2 separate regions of the Mus musculus genome follow, and region 1 is linked to region 2. The links are chromatin contacts, called in public promoter capture Hi-C maps. All regions are on one chromosome and are shown on one strand. The core of a region is the stretch at or near the end of the contact, and the rest is flanking DNA. Distances in the headings are between cores, read along the strand shown. Region 1 holds the start of Zmym3 (zinc finger, MYM-type 3). Region 2 holds the start of Nlgn3 (neuroligin 3).

Evidence for each region. Capture Hi-C pulls out chosen DNA fragments and counts their contacts.
Region 1: a contact with region 2 is called in a promoter capture Hi-C map of adipose tissue. The contact joins the promoter of Zmym3 here to the promoter of Nlgn3 in region 2. A contact is called at or near these places in 3 of 39 promoter capture datasets (the 3T3-L1 cell line, cranial neural crest and hippocampal neurons), 2 of 115 datasets of contacts at active chromatin or transcription factors (cardiomyocytes and forebrain) and 3 of 9 other capture datasets (adipose tissue, liver and pancreatic islet).

The regions. Positions count from the first base shown.
Region 1 is chrX:101,418,228-101,421,715 of GRCm38.p6, forward strand. Zmym3 (zinc finger, MYM-type 3) reads right to left here and starts at 1,995. Exons shown (of 25, transcript NM_019831.3): 1 at 1,919-1,995; 2 at 46-725. The coding sequence starts at 712.
Region 2 is chrX:101,297,065-101,300,935 of GRCm38.p6, forward strand. It overlaps Nlgn3 (neuroligin 3), which reads left to right and starts at 2,115. Exons shown (of 7, transcript NM_172932.4): 1 at 2,115-2,232. It overlaps Med12 (mediator complex subunit 12), which reads left to right. Exons shown (of 45, transcript NM_021521.2): 45 at 123-1,870. The coding sequence ends at 166.

The DNA of each region.
Region 1 (3,488 bases), core at 745-3,244, 120 kb after region 2:
CACCCTTTCTTTCCCCAGGCCCCTCCAAACGGTTAGGTGACCTACCTGGCAACGAAGGATGTGCAGTAGGGGTACATACCCCAGGTTTGCTCTGAGAACTGTTGATGCCATCCCCCAGAGTCTCTCCCACTGAAGGGCTAGGGGGTGCATTGGGGCTCTGTGGCTGCCCTTGGGTATGCTCCTCCTCCTGCCCAGGGGAGCCCCTTCTCCTTGTAGCTAAGGGGGGTATCTCCTCTTCAATATGAGGAGACTCCAGGATTATTGGAGAATCTGGAGCCAAAGGTTCTAGTAGCCCCTCAGGTGAAGGGGGACTAGCCCCAGCCCCTGGATCAGGTGGCATCACCTCAGGGGTTTGACACCCTGGTCCAGGCTCTAGGGTCTGCTCCCCCGAATCCCATGCAAGGGTTCCCTCAGGACCATGGTCCACCTCTGGGGGAGAAGGGGCTTTATAGAGTAGCCCCCCCAGCCCCAGTAGCTCAGTGGCTCCATCCAGAACTCCTCCAGGGTCCTTCTCCAGGCCAGAAGGGGTATCAAGCAGGTCCAGGGCTCCAGAGGATGGAGACGGACCTGGGGGAGCCCATCCTCGACTTGGGGCAGTCTGAGATTCCAGCAGATCCTCTCCAAATTCCATGTCTACTGGAAGGTCTCCAGCCAGGGGCTTCTCTGGCAGGGTCAATGGGTCAAATGGACTGGGGAAATCACTGGGGTCCATGGCTGGGTATGGGCTGCAGATCGGAAGAGGGGGCAGTAGAGGTGGTCTTAGCCTGAATTTCTTATGTCGGCTGTGGGACACACCCCGTCCGTCATCCACTTGGATTTCTCATTAGCAGCCGCCCCCCACAGCCGATAGGCATTTCCACAGGCTTCAGGCTCAATGTCCACTCCCCCCCCAATACAGCGCCCTCTGTGGGGAGTGGCGTTCCCTGCCCTGGCCCCGTGCCCACACTCGCCAGGCAGTTGGTCTCTAACCCGCCCGACACCCCCCACGGAGACTCGTAGCTCCTTCCTCCCTACCTCTCACACACCCCCCACCTCAGACTCAACGCCCCCTCACATTTTCCCGTGCCTGCCGCAGCCAGAAACCTTTCCCGCTCCGGCGACCTCAGCCCCTGGTCCCTTCTCACTCCCCCCCAAAAGCCCCCCAGGTCTCCAGTCTCTCCCCATCCTCTCCAGCCCCAGCGCCCCTCCCCGCGGAGCCCGTCCTCTCTCAGCCCTTCCCCGCCCCCACAAACTGCTCTTCCTAACCGTCTCCCCCCCACTCGGTTACCTTTCAGGGTGGACCACTTCCTCAGCCCCGTCCCCCCTTTCCTACTGCACCCCTAGTCCTTCCCTTCTCCTGTTGCCCACCCCCCACCTCAGGCATTTACAGGAAGACATTTTGGAGCTACGATTCCTGCTCAAACCCCCCTCCCGGCTACTGCGAGATCCCGCCTGCAGGTTCGGTTCGGCTTGAACAGACCCGACCCCTACCTGAGGCAGGGTTAGAGTAACCGCTACAAGCCTAGAACTGCAGACAGCAACGGCCCCGCGCTCCTTCTCCACCTCCCTCCCTAGCAGCCGGGACAGGGGTCGCGGCCCCTTTAAATGGCAGCGCCGCTTGCAGCGCTGAGCGCTCTGCACCAGGCAGGCGGGCGGTGCCAGCGACCAATCCCATTGGCTGGCTGGAGGAGGGGGCTCGCGAGACAGCGCCGGCCCCCGGCGCGAGACTCCCAGCCCAGTGGCCGCCTGGAAATTGCGGAGTGGAGTGCCGTCACTGGGGATGGAGCGTGAGCCCCCGCCCGGGGCCCCGTTAGTTGAGGAAAAGATAGCCTCTGGAGCTTTGGAGCCCGCCCCCGGGGAAGGCGGCGCCCCCTCTCCACCGAAGGGCCTAGTACACTAAATACACAAAAAAAGGAAGAAAAACCCCACATCTACGCACCTGCTTTCCTTACCTGGCTCAAGAGCCTGGCCCCGTCACACCCGTGCCCGCCCTATCTCCAGAGCCCACTCTACCCGTGATCCCCTCCTCTCATTCAAATGGTTCCCGGTCCCCTCCCCCTCCCCGTGGCTCTCCGCTTCCCACTCGTGTTCCCCCCAGCGTCCCCCCTCAGCACTCCCTACCTACGCCATGCAGCAGACGCCTGCCAAGATTACCCTCCCCCATCCCCACCTCTCCGGGGCCCGGCCCCCCGGGCGACTGTTGGGGTAGTGACAGCGGAGAATGGGGGAGGCAAAGACCCAACCCTCAAGTGCCCCTCCTCCCCTTGTCTGCAACCTCAGCCCCCACTTCCAACCTGTCTAAGAGTCGTAGTTATGGGGTGTCTTAAGCTTACCCTTGCCAGTTAAATGGTTCTGGCTTAGTGACAACGCCTATGCAGTAACGGTTACTGCCTGGTGACCCCCCCCCCCAAAGCAGGTTCTGCAAGGCTACACCCCCGTCTCCCTCCATGGCCTTCGGTTAAGTTCTGGGATCATTGCACTGAATCCTCCTGTAGGAGCTTGAATTTTCTCTTGAATAGTTTTGGTCATCAGAAGCCCCCCACCCACCCATCCACTTGCACACACACACACAGACACACACAAACACTGTCCTTCCCTTTTCCCTCTTTTTCTGTTCTTGTAGGTCTCTCCCTCACAGTCTCTTTGCGTCTCTGCCTCCTGAGAGCACTCAAACACAGCCTCCAGGGATCGTACTAGATGGTGGGCGTGGCTGTGATTAAGGCTTGAGAAGTAGGGTAGGGGTAGGGGTCACTAATACTAGGTCTACTGCCTTAAAAGAATAGGTGGCAGTGTTCATTCTCAGGCCTCATGACAGAACACTTCACAATCCCTCTCTCCACATTCCCAGGATAGTTCTAAGGGCTGCACAGCACTTACCGGACTTAGATACTAGAAACTCAGGCAAGAAGCGTCCAGTGTTGTCCATTGCTCCTCTAATGTGCTTCTGACCTTTCCTCCTTCCCATAGAAAGCCTGCCCACCCTTGTCCTTGGGAATTTTACCCATATTTTAACAGAAGCCTTGTTTTCCCTTCCGCCTACCCCCCCTCAGCCTTGAGGTTGTCTTTGCTCTCTCCTACATCAGAGATAAATGTAATTTTTTTCCGGTGTAGATTGCCTAAACCCGGCTTTCTGTGTCTTAATCAGTATGCTCTGTAGCCATCTCCCACTTTCTGCCTCTTTCTGTTTCTACTGTTTCTTTGTATTTTCTGTTTCTTCCTGGCCCCCTGGCTGTTCTGGGGGTAGAATGTCTAATTTGGTGGCAGATCACGAATTTTCAAGTGGAGTGAAGAGCATCTAAGAGGGAGGGGTGACTTCTGCTCTGGCACGGTGGTCTGGTATTCCAGCACTTAGAAGGCTGTATCAGGATTATGACCATGAGAAAAGCCTGGGCTACATAGTGAAACACCTGTCTCAAAACCAAAAACTGGGTGTGGTGGTGTGCAGGGAACCTGAGGCGAGAGGATTCCCTGTGGTGTGAAGACAGCCTGGACTACATAGCAAGACCCTG
Region 2 (3,871 bases), core at 865-3,364:
AGGTGCTCGCTTCAGGTCCAGATTGTGGAGGTCCCATTCCCCCTTCCCCTTTCCTTCCCAGCCCACTAGCTTTCCTTATGAATATGAGCCCTTCTACCCTGACAGTCTCTCATTTTTCACAGATACCCAGCCACAGCCCAGCACCAACATATTTGGACGCTACTGAGTCACCTGGAGGAACTGCTTGTACACTGGATGTGGCCCAGCCTTTCTGCTTAATTCCCAGTCCCCTTCCTGGGCGAGCTCCAGTAGTGGTTGGGGTCCTTCCCTCAGGCTCCATTTTTAATGAATTTTTAGTATTTTTGTTAATGTGAAACATTGAACTGTTGGGTTTTGTATATTATTTATATAGAGATCCTAGAGCTGCTGCACTCAATACACAGAGCTTCTTTGCAAAAGAAGTGTGTGAATGTACACATGGAAGGGTCTCCTGTGAGAGTACCGGGGAAAGGATGAATCACTAAGAAGCTTCATGCCTTCTGCATCGTCTCCCTCCTCACCCTCTGCCTTTGCATTTCTGAGTTCTCGCTGCACTGCTACACTTGGTTCCCTGCTCGAAAGCAACCCGAATGAGCTCCAAGCCCTTGGTCCTCAACTCAACAGTGCAGCTTCATGACAGCCTTTTTCCCACTGGGGATGTGCCACTAGAGGGGGGGCTCATTGGGCTGGAGAGAAACCAGTGCAACCCCATCATCCTTCCACAACACTCCAGATGAGAGTAGGGTAGAGATGCCAGACAATGCCTGTCATTGTGTCGTCTCATGTAGTCCCCACAAATACACCAAGCTAACTAGAGAACTTCTCTGAAGGGAACATTTCTAAATAGTTGCTGTCTGTGCGCATGAGATGGCATGTGATGTGACAGAAGTTCCGACTAGTTCTAGCAGGAAGAGAGACAAGCAGGATGCCACACCTGTTTCTCCCTGACCTGCTGGAACCCCATGTTTTCATACAACCCACCTTGGCAGTTTCCCAGAGTGACTGTTTCTCACTCTCAACCCAAAATTTCCTTCAGAGTCACTTTTGAAACAAGGGCTGGGCTGGTCTCACCATCTCTGTGGTCTGTTTGCCTTAGGCCCTCAATCCAAGGCTGCGCTGGGGGCCCCAGCTACTTTATGACAATTTCTGCTCAGCTAGGACTAGAAGAAGTCTACATTAGTCTGGTGGTTGGGTGATAACTGGAGGGTACCCCCAGGTTGGGTGATAACTGGAGTATACCCCCAATCTATAATTACACCCTATCACTGGGAGGTGTCAGTTATGCCCTTAAAAGCTTGAGTGCCAACTGATGAATATCCAAGTCATTTTTAAAAATATCTCTGAGCCCACAAAGCCCATCTACATACAGGACTTCCTCAAGTCGTGAGAAAGGAACGGGGCTCCCAGGTATGGTAAAGCCAGCACAACTGAAGCAGTTTTTTTCTTGACTTGCTCTATCCTGGAAGCAGCCCAAGGGGTAGAAGTTTGGCTAGGATAAGGGACGTTCAGCAGGGATTTAATGGTGTATGTGTGCTAGGTCAAGTGGATAGGTGTATTACATATAGAAACTAGATAAAAACATTAGCTATTGGGGTGGGGGTAGAAACCAGAATGGGGCGAGAACTGGTCTTTTGAGACTGAATCCAATCCACCTTGACAGAAGCAGCAGAAGTGAATGACATTGACCTCTGGGAGGTAACAGGATGAGGGAAAAGTGACCCCACTGGTGATTGCACCTTGGGTGGTGCTGGTGCTAAGGAGAGGTGATGCTTGCCAAATGAGGGCTTTGTGGCAAGAAACTGGATCTTCTCCATACAGTGCCTCAGTTTCTCCCTGTATCAAGGTCTCAAGCTTTGCCGATAAAGTTTGGATTTGTTTTCCTGGAAAATCACCTACCTGTCTGATAGCTTGGAATGTGAGGGTGGGGGACAGGAGCAGAGCTTGCCTGACGTGGTGGGTGTGTGTGTGTGTGTGTGTGTGTGTGTGTGTGTGTGTGTGTGTGTGTGTGTGGTGGGGGGATTGGGCCATGCCCCAGGACTTGAGCCATCACTGGCACAAAAGGAGTTAATGCCAGGGACCGCGCCCCCCCCACCCCGTGTCCGGGCACGCGCAGCGCGCCCCCTTGGTGCGCGGGCACAGCAGCCAGGCTGCCGGAGAGCTGATCTCGGAGATTCGGGTGCGGAGCCCTTGGCCTGGAGGCGATATGGGTGGTCCGTGGCCTGGTTCAATCGTTTGCAGCCGCCTAGGGAACAGGTGAGGCCGCCTGCTTCGGTCTCTCATCCTCTAGCTGCCCATACCTTTCCCAATCCTGTCCCCTCCCAATCCCGGGTCCCTCCACCTCCCCGGCCAGTGGCTCCCATCCTTCTCAACCCCGTGTTCTCCATAGGTACCCCTGACCTCCCGGCCCTCCCTCACTTTGCTTCTCTCCTCTACCTCCTCCCTAAATCCTGCATCCCTATCATCCTTCCGCCCATGGTTTCTCTATTTCTATCATCCAGCCTGCATGCTCACCAAAAAATACCCCTAACCAGAGCCCCCAGCCCCATTCAAGGATTGCACATTGCCAATACCCTCTCTCCTGCAGTGCACCCCCACACCCCTTCCATCATAGCATCTTACAGCCAGGTTCCCTCCCCCACTCTCTGCAGCCCCCCCACCCAATGGAGGCCTTTATTCTAGCCTCCCCATTCTAAGGCAATTTCATCCTCTAATATCGTTCCAAACCCACATAGCCCCCAATACTGCAGTTCTCAACACTGATCCATTCCAGCACAATGCCCCTTGCCCAAGACTGCTCCAGCCCCCAAAGTCCCCTTAGATGCCATTCTCATCCCAGCATTGCTGCCTCCCTTGTCTTCTCCCAAATTGCAAGTTGGACCAGAATGGAGATCTTGGCCTTGGGAACTAACTCACAGTGGGTCCTAGGGTACAGAGGGCATTTGGGGGTCGGTTGGTTTGTCTAGGTGTTCACCAGAGGGAGGGGCTGCAGCGAATTGACTCAACAGGGGAATTTGGCATTTGGCGCGGAAGGGTTACGGGAGAGGAAGGCCTCTAGAAAGGGTTAATGGAATTTGTGAGGTGGGGGCAGCATCGAGGGGGTTAATGGGGGGGTGCTGGCGGGGAAGCTGTGTGAATGAGCGGTCTGTGCCCCAGAGTTGCCATGGAGACGGTGAATGGGGGGATTGTGTGAACTCAGCTGCGGACTAACCCCCCCCCCATATACACACCCACCCACTCCCTCCTGCCCCACCTCCCTACTCCTACCCCTTCTTTCCCCTTCCCCTTCCCCTCCACCTCTCCACCCGGGTGCATTCTGGGCAGTGTCTGGGATCTCCCCACCCCATACTTTGCTCCCCATTTCCTCTAAGCCCCCATCCCTTTAGTCACTTTACCCGCCTGCCTGCTTTCCTCCCCATCTTTCTCTGTCTCTTGTCTCTCCCTCCTTCTCTGTCTCTGTCTCTCTCTGTCTCTCCCTCCCTGTCTCTGTCTTTCTCTGTCTCTCTTTCACACACACACACACACACACACACACATTCTCATTCCCCTCCCATGGTGGCCGATTGCCGATTGCTGGTCGGTCCCAATCTCCCTCCCCCACCCCTTCAGCCACTTCTTAAAGGAACAGGCCTGAAATCTCGGAAGGCGGGAGAAATGGGGGAAAACTAAATGTGACTGTGTGTGTGTGTGTGTGTGCACGCGTGCGTGCATACACACAAATGTGTGCATGTGTGCACATTAAGTGTTTGTGTATCCATGTGGGACACACATGTCTGTGTGCCCGTGTATATGTGTTGACTGTAACTGTGTCAGAAGGCCTGTGTGTGTCTGAGCGTGTTGCTATTTCTGTTTCTGTCTCCACCTATGTGTCACCATTATGCCACTTGTGTCTGGA